3 separate regions of the Mus musculus genome follow, and all the other regions are linked to region 2. Evidence: chromatin contacts called from public Hi-C and HiChIP or PLAC-seq data. All regions are on one chromosome and are shown on one strand. Each heading gives the region's core, a stretch centred on a gene start, on an enhancer-like site or on the middle of the called end of the contact. The rest is flanking DNA. Distances are from core to core; before and after follow the strand shown.

Region 1 (3,334 bases), core at 203-2,702, 37 kb after region 2:
TATTTGGTGGAAGCATGGGGGTGCTTTTCATTCAAAAGTGAATTCAACTTTTTTTTCATTAGGAAGTTTAAAAGAGAGGAGAGACTGAGCTGTGTGAGCTGTGTGACTGTCCCTGTTGTAATGAGTTTTCACACCCCTTTCTCCCCTTGGTGAGCCGAATAGTCAAGCCTCCACCATGTCATTCCGTGGTGTTTGCGCTGCCGTAGCGCCCCTTTATAGATTTGCTTCATAGGAATTCATTTCCGGAAATGAAAGAGGACGGGGGGGGGGGGGGGAGAGGACGTGTTAAAGCAATGACAAAATCTTTGTATTTTTTATTAGATTTAACTCATCATAAGCCAGATTTAATTTTTTCTCTGGGGTTGTGATGCCTATCATGGTTATTTTTATTAAGGGGAGAATTAATCTTAGATCCTCTACGCTAACATAGATTCAAATATTATAAAGTTTAGCTGGGGCCAGGAAACCATCCAGCTCCCACCCAGACCTCTTTCTCAGCCCAGGGCCACACAAGCTCTGGGACACCTGCTGTGATGAGCCTTCTGTGAGACAGGATTAGGAAATCCATTGCTAAATATAAAGCTCCCTACTGTACAATACACAAAAGGCTAATCCCTCTCCAGGAAGCCTTTAAAGAAAAATTAGAGTCACTTGATTGCTTCTTCATCTAAGGTCTCCTGAACTCCAGACTAAGGATGCCTAATGCCCAGTCTTCCTAACCTTTGGAGTCCTTCACTTTCCAGGTTACTTCACTTCTCTCTGAAGAACTCACAGATAACCACACTCCCAGCTGCTTCTCACTCACTTAGCACACAGGATCTCACTGCATGTGCCTTGGGTATCAGTACCATTTAGCTCTGCCCCACAGTTACCTAGCAACAGCCAGGTGTGCCTGACTCACTCTAAAAGGGGCTGCTTGCCCCCTCTTCTCTTCTCTTCTCTTCTCTTCTCTTCTCTTCTCTTCTCTTCTCTTCTCTTCTCTTCTCTTCCTCTCTTCCCCCTCTGTCCCTTCTCTCCTCCCCCTTTCTCTCTCCACATGCTCATGGCCAGCCTCTACTCCTCCTCTCCCTCTCCCTCTCCCTCTCCCTTTCTCTCTCTCTCTCCTCCAACTCCCCTCCCCATGACCTAAATAAACTCTAGGGAAGGGATGCCTCAGCATAGGCCCACAGAGCACCCCACCACCACCACCCCACCACCATACTGCACCTCCACCAAACATATCCCTGGCTTCTTTTTCTTTTTCTAAAACACAACACTTCCACCAGTCAGCCAGGTTTTCACAGTCACTCCTCCTTCTTTTGTCTCTGAAATCAATGCCTCTGATTGGTCAACCCTCTGGATAGTCTAGCCAGGTCTTTCCAGAACAACCCTGGCCTATCCAGTGTAGGTCATTCTACAGGATATAACCCACCTGTCTCTAGCCTCGTTCCTTACTACTCCTCTCACTGAAGAGAAGAAGTCTGGGTGTGGACTCTTGTTCTCCTGGCTTCCCGTTGGGTTTGTCTTGGGGTTCTTATTGCTGTGACAAAATGCCATGCTCCTAAGCAGCTTGGGGAGGAAACGGTTTCTTTCACTTTATAGTTTGTAAACCATCACTGAGGGAAACCAGGGTAGAAACCTGGAAGCAAGAACAGCAGAAGAACAGGCCACAGAGGCTACTGGCTTGCCCAGTCTGCTTGCTTCTAGCATTTAGGACCAGCAGCCCATGGGTAGCACTACCCCACAGTAGGCTAGGCCATCCATCCCACTTCAATGACAAAAGGAAAAATGTACTACAGACTTGCCTAGGGCCAATTATAGAGGCATGTTTCTTAACTGAGAGTCCCTCTTTCCAAATTACTCTAGGCTGTGTCAAGCTGACATAAAACTGCCCAGCACAAGGAGTCACTGAAAGTAGGAAGGACCGTGAAAGCATTCACTTCCCTAGCTTCTGCTTTTTGAGGTTGCCTCAGGCTGACTGATTCATTTGACTGACACTAGGTATGTCACGCACGGTTCATTCATCTTACTTCTAGGGTCTTAGCCCTGCCTTATCGCTCTCCTTTTTGGCTAAGAAAAACAATGTCAGTTACTTGGTGCCCTACTGTAATTCTCTATAGCCCAACATCTTCATCGCAAATAAATTCTGGATGACTTTATTTTGGGGTACACACCTTACCTATTGTGACCCCGCTAAGTTGCCCCTTTTGGAACTTCTTGGGTATTTACATACAGCAGACCCTATGGGCTCACTCTTGCTCTCCCTAATGTGGTTGGTCCTTCACTAAATTTCTCAACACAACACCTCTTTTTTCTCAGACAGGAAAACTCTATCCCCTTCCACAGACTATTTTACTGTATGGTATTACAAATTCCACCTTGCCTTAGGGATGAATAGTGATGGAGAACTAGTGTCAGGTGCAGGAGGAGCTCACAGAGTTCAAGAGTCCAAGCCAATCAAAAACCTTGTTAGAGAAGCCATTTTGGAGCCAGTATTAACTAAGTTGAGATGGTATAAAGAAGATTGGTAAGAGCCTTAATCAGTGAGATGCAGAGGAGAGGGATTTCTGGGAGTATTTGGGGTGCAGAACAGCATTTTCAAAATTCCAGAAAACACTGAGTAGGAGGAGTGTCTGAAGCCCAGATAAATATTGCACAGGATGAAGTTAAGGATCACAGGACATAGGGATAAGAAGATCATTGTATTCCTGAGTTCCCCAGCCCTATGTCGCCACAGCTTGCCTCTGGACTCTGTAACTAAGAACAGCTATAGATGGTCTGAATGCTCAGCCTCTCTTCACTAATTCCTTTGTCTTTACTCAACCTTCCTTCCCTCTACCTTATTCAAGGTCCTATCTTTTACCAATGTCTCCAACTCATGAGGAAGGGTGGAATCAGGGACAATCGGTAAAGATCATTGAAAAGGCCAGATCATGAGTCTGTACACTATGTCTTTCAGGCCAGCATATCTGGCTGGTGCCTGAGTTTGCAAATAAAATATTTACTGGAACACAGCCACATTCATTCATTTAAGTACTGTCTATGCTGCTTCCCATGGATAACATCAGATCCAAGTATTTGCAATAGAGGCTATATCAATTACTTGACCTTTGCAGACAAAGTTTGCTGACTCCTGATACAGAGAGATAACCCAGATAGAAAGGTATCTGAAGTCTGGAGTGATGGCTCAATGGGTAAGAGTATGTCTTAGTTAGGGTTTACTGTTGTGAAGAGACACCATGACCAAAGCGACTCTTTTCTTCTTCTTCTTCTTCTTTTTTTTGTTTTTTTGTTTTTTTGTTTTGTTTTTTTTTTTTTTGAGACAGGGTTTCTCTGTATAGCCCTGGCAGTTCTG
Region 2 (3,176 bases), core at 142-2,641:
GAAACAAAAACTTCAGGGGGTTGAGGGAGCATGGACCGCCCTTTAAAGTGTACCTGAGCCTTTTATCTGCAATTACAGAGTTTGGCAGGCTGAGGTAGAAGGAAAGAAAGTTCCAAAGCCAGGTACACTACCTAGTGAGACCCTGTCTCAAAACAACAATGAAAACCAAAACAAAAAAGCAAATGAATAGATCGGGAGGACCAGGTGTTGAAAGTTACAGTCAACTCAACCATAACAGCTTTCTCTGTAGTTTTGCAAAATGAGTCCAGCTGTCAGGTATAAGGGGGATAACTTCATTAAAAGAATCCTTCATGAAGACATGAGGTTAAAACCATCAGAACAGGGGTGCCTTTTGCTTCAATATTGCAGGTAAGCCACAAAAGGACTAAAAAGAGGTAAACCCAACAGGCCAGAAGCAGCACTTGGGTGCCCACAAATTAGTTCCTACTTCACCTTTGAGACTACAAATTAAAGTTTGAGCTGCACACAGTCAGAGCAATTAAGAAAGAACTAACCAAGCCAACAGTTGGAAGAAATTGCCTTGCTATGCCTCACAGTCTTTAAGAAAACCAAAGTACTTTTCAAGGCAAAGTTCTCGGACGCGGCATTAAATTTTAGAGCAGATGCCTAACATTTAAATGGCCTGCCTAGGCATTTATTTCTATGCCAAGCCCTTCTGAGGCTTGGGATCCGATCAGGTCCACTCCATGAAGGAAAGAGCTCACTCACGTGAGGAACGGAATCCTCAAACAGCTCGGATCCCCGGTGACGCACTCCCAGCTTGGAAAATGGCCCAGGGTCCACCTCCCTAACAGCAGCTAGGTGGGGAGATGCCCGTGTGCACTATTGTTTCCAGATGTTTATTTATTTTTAACTTCTGTTTGATGCCCGTTCCCCTAAACTGGGCCCGGTGGGGAAGGGGGCCTCTGGCAGCGCCACTGGTGGCTCTGGGAGCAACCGAGTTTTGATAATAAAAAACACCCCTTTATCCTTTTATCGCAGCGTCCGTGTATCCGCGCCTCTCTCCCGCACACCTTGGCCGTCACCGGCACGCAGCGCCGGTGCCAGGTCCCCATGACAACCCCAGCCCGGGCGCCCCGGCCTCCCGGCCCCCGCCCCGCGGCCCGCCGTGCCGACCGGACTAGTGGCGGCCACACATGCCCCGCTCCGCTCCGGACCCGGCTCCCGGTCCGGCCGGTCCGCGGCCCGGTGCGAGCCTCCTGGCTGGTGGCGCGGCCAGTGGTGACGCTGCGTCCCGAGACCCTCCCGACAGGGCCTCCACGGCCACCGCGACGCCCAACGCGGGCCAGGGCCGCGGCCGGGCGCTCACCTTGAACGGGTTGTTGAGATCCGGATCCGCAAACGGGTTGCTGTCAAAATCCGACATTGCCCCGGCACTGCGCGTCACCCACCCGAGCCCGGCGCCGAGACACAGACGAGGCGAGGCCGCCGCCCCCCTGCGCGCTCACGTCGCCGCCGCCGCCGCACAGATCCGGGTGCAGCTCGCGGGCCACCGAGCCGGCCGTGCCACTGAGCATGCCCGGTGCGGCGGAGGCCCGCGGCGCCCAGCCATCCGGCCGTCCCTTCCCGCCTGGATCTGCGCTCCGGGCTCTGCCTCCGACCGAAGGGCGAGCGCAGGCGGAGGGCAGGTTCCAAGCCCCGGGCCGTGGACCCACCTAGTGCGGCTTGGGGAAGGGGTGGTGGCCTGTGTAGGGGAGGACGGTGCGCGCAGGTCCCACGTGGCAGGTGGGGGAGACAAGACTTGGAGAGCGAGTAGCTGAGGTGCGAAAACATCCGCCGCAGACACCAAAGATTCCAGACCCCAGAGAGGATAGGAACCCTAAAGCAACTTAAAACATCGCTGCCCGACACACCCCAACCTGGGAAACCCAGCCGGTCCTCCGATCCCAGGTTACTGCGAAGTCACGGAAAGCGGCTTCGCGCTGAGGATCCGGAGTTGCTCCAAGAAAAGGCAACATTCACTGCGGGGAGGGGGGGGGGGCAGCCTCTGTCTCCCATCCTCCCTCCCCACTCATAAATAATGGGGGGTGGGGGCACGTGGGACGGCCGAGTAGGTGGCAGAGTCTATCGACCCAGACCCTCAAGTTACTGATAATGGAAGAGAAATTGTTGACGTTTATTTTCAGGCATTTGGATGCAGAATACACACCTCCTAATATTTGCCTTTTTTCTTCCAAGTGCCGGGAATGATTATTGAAAACTACAGTAAATGACATATCAGTCATTGCACCACCCGGAACTTGTTGAGAGGACATGGCTTTCTCAACTCTATCCTTCCTTCCACTTTTAACAGAAGGGCACTTGGGTGAACCCAGAATTATTTTTATTTGGCAGGGACCTAAGAACTGGAAAAACCCAGATTTAATTATCCATAGCTTTTTGAGGGCCTTGCGCTAGGCAAAGTCACCTAGGCAATAATAACTTTCCCCAATGTGAAAGCGCACCCACCCACCCACGCACAACGTGCTGTAGTCTGGTAGAATCCAGGTTGGGATGACAAAGCAGCTGCTTCTAAGGCAGCCAACTAATTAGGAAGTAGGCATCCAACAGTGATCACCACAAGGTGGAAAGAATCTAAGATTGGGGGCTCTGCTCCCAGATCCTCGGCAGCTGCCTGTACCTGGTTCTGACTCAGGGTTCAGCACCTGTTGAAATCCAAGCTCAACTACAAAAGTTACTTTGTGCTCCTGTGCTAACCTCTCTGAGTGTTAGAGGCTAAAGAATAAGTATGAAAAACTGCGTAAAACGTGCCCCGCATGTCTTTAAATCCAGGTAAATATTGGCTGAACGTGTGCAAACAGCGAGGGTACCTACCCTGCCCCTTGTTCTGTGGGTTGTCTCATCTCTCCTGAACCTGACCTTATCCAGCTGATTCCCATTGTTTGGGCTCTCAATCCTTCCAAGGATCCCCCAGATGACTCAAGTATTCAGACTATTATACTTAACTTCTGTGTTCCAAGCCCATAGAGATCAGCTGAGCATGCAATGCCTGGTGGAAATTTCCAACTGTACTCTCTCTCGCTCTCTCTTTTTTTTTAAGCTAAAGATGCACTCACTGCTCCAACCCCACGGAGTTCCTGGGCAGACACCCAGGCCTGTGCGTCTCCTAGCCCCAAGAGTTTGCATTAGGGTTCCCAAATAGGGACCCTGCATCT
Region 3 (3,228 bases), core at 374-2,873, 61 kb before region 2:
CCTTAACTGTGGTCTTCAACCTGTACTTTAAAGCTCGTTGGGTTCTTTGTCACATAAAGTTAATATACACTATTGAACATTATATAATGCCACAAGGGAATTCTGCAGAAGCCGTAGTCTCCTGGCCCTCATCACAGGTCCCCATAAGTGCAGTTCCCAGGTGCCAGGTCACCTCACTGGTCACTGGTAGCCACACCCTGCATAGCTTACCCTGCTGCTTTCTAGGATTACAGACACTGTGATGAGGTAAGACCTGGCTTTTCTTTCAAATCTTCTCTGCTTCTGCCCATGTCCCAGTAGATACCCACATAACTTGTGAGTTACCAGGGGTCCTGCTCACTTCTGCCCACATCCCTGTAGATACCCACATAACTGTGAGTTACCAGGGGTCCTGCTCACTTCTGCCCACATCCCTGTAGATACCCACATACCTGTGAGTTACCAGGGGTCCTGCTCACTTCTGCCCACATCCCTGTAGATACCCACATACCTGTGAGTTACCAGGGGTCCTGCTCACTTCTGCCCACATCTCTGTAGATACCCACATAACTGTGAGTTACCAAGGGTCCTGCTCACTTCTGCCCACATCCCTGTAGATACCCACATAACCGTGAGTTACCAAGGGTCCTGCTCACTTGTTAGCCCATGCGATTCCTGAACAGTCACAGCGGAGGCATAAAGGATACACTGTTACCAGGATTCCTAGCTTGCATTTCTGCTTCCCTGGATTTAGAAGTTATCTTTTGATGATGGTTTTTATATTTACCTATCAGTACTTGATCACTAATTCTCTCCTTAATATGTGTAAAATTTTTTTTAATCTGTTCAAATTGATTCTGCCAATTTTATCTCCCAGGAACTTTTTCTCTTAAAACCTGACCAACTTACATCTGAACTTCTGGAGCCAGGAACCAGCTCACACAGAATGCAGGGGACCTGGGAACAGCTCACACTGAAGGCTCTGTCCCACTGTCTGCGAGTGCCCAGTGCTGCTGTTCAAAACTATGTCATCCTGATAGTTTGAAAATAAGTTAAAAAAAGTTTCCTACTTTATACACAGAAAAAACAAAGGGATAGAAAAAATGAGAGGGAAATTTTTTTCTATTATATTAGCATTAGTTTTATTTAAAAGATATATAGCAAAGCAGAAAGAAATAATCAAAGATTGATTCAATTAACTTTCTCAGAACCTATAGGCGGAAGTCTATACCTGGGCAGGGCATTTCAAGTAAGATGAGCCACGTCACAAAGATGACCCCTGGCTACGGCTCCTAGAGAGGCTCACAGGCCACGGGAAGGGAGGTGAGGGATGGACCGTGAGCCTCACAAACACAAGGCAGTTTAGATAAAACGCAAGCAACCACGTGACCATGGCAACAGAGGCAGATAAGTATCTCGAAAGCTCCAGCACCACTCAAGATCACAGTTCCCATCACGCTAAGGATAGAGGAAGAGTTTCCATCCCAAGCCAGCCAATATGTCAACCAAGGTCTGCAACGAACAGCACGGATGGTGCTTTGTCCCCTAATACTCGAAACAAGACATGGCCGCCACCCCACCTTCGCTCTCACGATTCCAGAAACTGCAGCTGGTTACTAAGGCAACAGGAAGAAGGCAGAATGGTTAAGAGAAGCCATCTGGAGGAAATGAGAGAAGCGACACTGCACGGGATCATCCGGAGCCCTGGGCTCAGGAGAAGCGGCCATGCCCGAGGCATCTGACCAAGTTCCATGTTCTCCTCACAAAGCCAGAATCCCCCGTGAATGAAGATGAATGCGCACAGAAAGGATTTACCAAGCTGCCTAGTAAAGTGCTTTGTGTGTTCTTCCCACCTAGACGATCTTACGATGAAGGCTGTAATCACCAGCCATAATTCATTTAGACATGTAGGGGACAGAGAGTAAACAGCAAAGCTCTCCTAAAGTCATGTGTAATGCATGCCATCCAGTGTTACATGTTAGGATCTAAGAATGTGAATTTTCTTTCATTAATTTCCATGTGTGATTTTCAAGAAAAACAATGCTTATGAATTTTACAGTCCAACGGATATGCAGGCAAGCTGTATTAGACTTTTTTTTTTTTTTTTTTTTTTGGTTTTTCGAGACAGGATTTCTCTCTGTGTAGCCCAGGCTGTCCTAGAACTCACTCTGTAGACCAGGCTGGCCTCGAACTCAGAAATCCACTTGCCTCTGCCTCCCAAGTGCTGGGATCAAAGGCATGAGCCACCACTGCCCTGTCTGTATTCTGTATTAGACTTTTAGGAAGTATGTTATAGTATAATAAAATGTTAACCTTGTATTATGCTTGTGTTTATTTACTGGGGAAGGAGGCAGGCTTGCCACAGGGTACATGTGGCAGTCAGAGGAGAACCTGCAGTTCCCCCCATTGACCATGTGGACCTGGGTATCGAAATCAGATCACCATATTTGGCAGCAGGCGCCTTTATCCATTGAGCCATCTCACTGGCCCTGATAATGATAAAAATATTAATGAAAATACGCCAACTTTCCCTTTGAGGTACATACAATACAGATTATCCATTTCCTGGAGAGTTTGTCTATGGCAGGGTCTGGCCCAGGCTGCCCTGCAGCAATCCTCCTATTTCAGCCTCCTTGTGCTGAGATCGAGTTTTAAGCACAACTATGACGCACGCACGCACGCACGCACGCACGCACGCACGCACGCACGCACATACACGTTACCTGAAGGCCCCGTACAGCGGTCTGTACCAACAGACAAAGGAGCAGGGAGTGAAGAGCAGGAACCACAGGATGCTCAGCCCAAAGTCGACTGCTCTCGAGGAATCAACACAAAACCAGGCCAAGCATCCGAAGATGTTCAGAAACAGGGTCACTGCATGGACTGTGGGATCGTAAGACAGACAGAATGTTTGCATTAGAGTTACACAGTCCACAGAATTACATAGGAAAACACACTTCCTCAGAGCAAGCGTGTTCCCCCAGGCTTCCCCTGCGTGTTCTTTGACACTGCTGCTTCTTACACAGCTTGGAAGGCGCCGCACACAGTGGAGCAGTTTAGACAAACGCCCTGCTGCCCGAGTCTCCTAAGAGGCAGCTACACAGCTAAGCCCAACCCCGAGGCTTGCGTTCCTGAGAAGAAAAAAGGCCGGGAACTTCTTGAGCCAGGGCCCAAGAGGGCACGCAGTGCCTGCTCAAGCACAGAAGCACGCGGGCCCAGGAGCTGGCGTCTCTTGGGGGTCTCAATGGA

What was found. Hi-C and Micro-C count contacts between places; a contact is called where the count stands out from the background. HiChIP or PLAC-seq counts read pairs in DNA pulled down with a chosen protein or histone mark.
Region 1: a contact with region 2 is called in an H3K4me3 HiChIP or PLAC-seq map of bone marrow-derived macrophages, with 3 times the contacts expected there. The contact joins the enhancer-like site here to the promoter of Scamp1 in region 2. A contact is called at or near these places in 1 of 15 datasets of contacts at CTCF or cohesin (CD8 T cells), 7 of 484 Hi-C or Micro-C datasets (the N1E-115 cell line, bone marrow-derived macrophages, erythroblasts and 4 more), 12 of 115 datasets of contacts at active chromatin or transcription factors (the HPC-7 cell line, bone marrow-derived macrophages, embryonic fibroblasts and 6 more) and 2 of 9 other capture datasets (adipose tissue and embryonic stem cells).
Region 3: a contact with region 2 is called in a Hi-C map of the N1E-115 cell line, with 4 times the contacts expected there. The contact joins the enhancer-like site here to the promoter of Scamp1 in region 2. A contact is called at or near these places in 10 of 39 promoter capture datasets (the 3T3-L1 cell line, 3T3-L1-derived adipocytes, the HPC-7 cell line and 5 more), 11 of 484 Hi-C or Micro-C datasets (the N1E-115 cell line, cerebellar granule neurons, cerebellum and 7 more) and 7 of 115 datasets of contacts at active chromatin or transcription factors (bone marrow-derived macrophages, cardiomyocytes, embryonic stem cells and 1 more).

Annotation. Positions count from the first base shown.
Region 1 is chr13:94,320,764-94,324,097 of GRCm38.p6, forward strand. No RefSeq gene overlaps it. Among named protein-coding and RNA genes, the nearest start is that of Gm41022, 16 kb to the left of the region's middle. Within about 2 kb of position 1,453, at least 19 of the 459 cell types and tissues checked have an H3K27ac peak or open chromatin away from gene starts, as enhancers often do. A contact at or near this core is called in the HPC-7 cell line, bone marrow-derived macrophages and trophoblast stem cells, where this site is marked.
Region 2 is chr13:94,283,890-94,287,065 of GRCm38.p6, forward strand. Scamp1 (secretory carrier membrane protein 1) reads right to left here and starts at 1,392. Exons shown (of 9, transcript NM_029153.1): 1 at 1,331-1,392. The coding sequence starts at 1,387.
Region 3 is chr13:94,222,193-94,225,420 of GRCm38.p6, forward strand. Scamp1 (secretory carrier membrane protein 1) reads right to left here. Exons shown (of 9, transcript NM_029153.1): 6 at 2,703-2,862. Among named protein-coding and RNA genes, the nearest start is that of Scamp1, 61 kb to the right of the region's middle. Within about 2 kb of position 1,624, at least 24 of the 459 cell types and tissues checked have an H3K27ac peak or open chromatin away from gene starts, as enhancers often do. A contact at or near this core is called in the N1E-115 cell line and cerebral cortex, where this site is marked.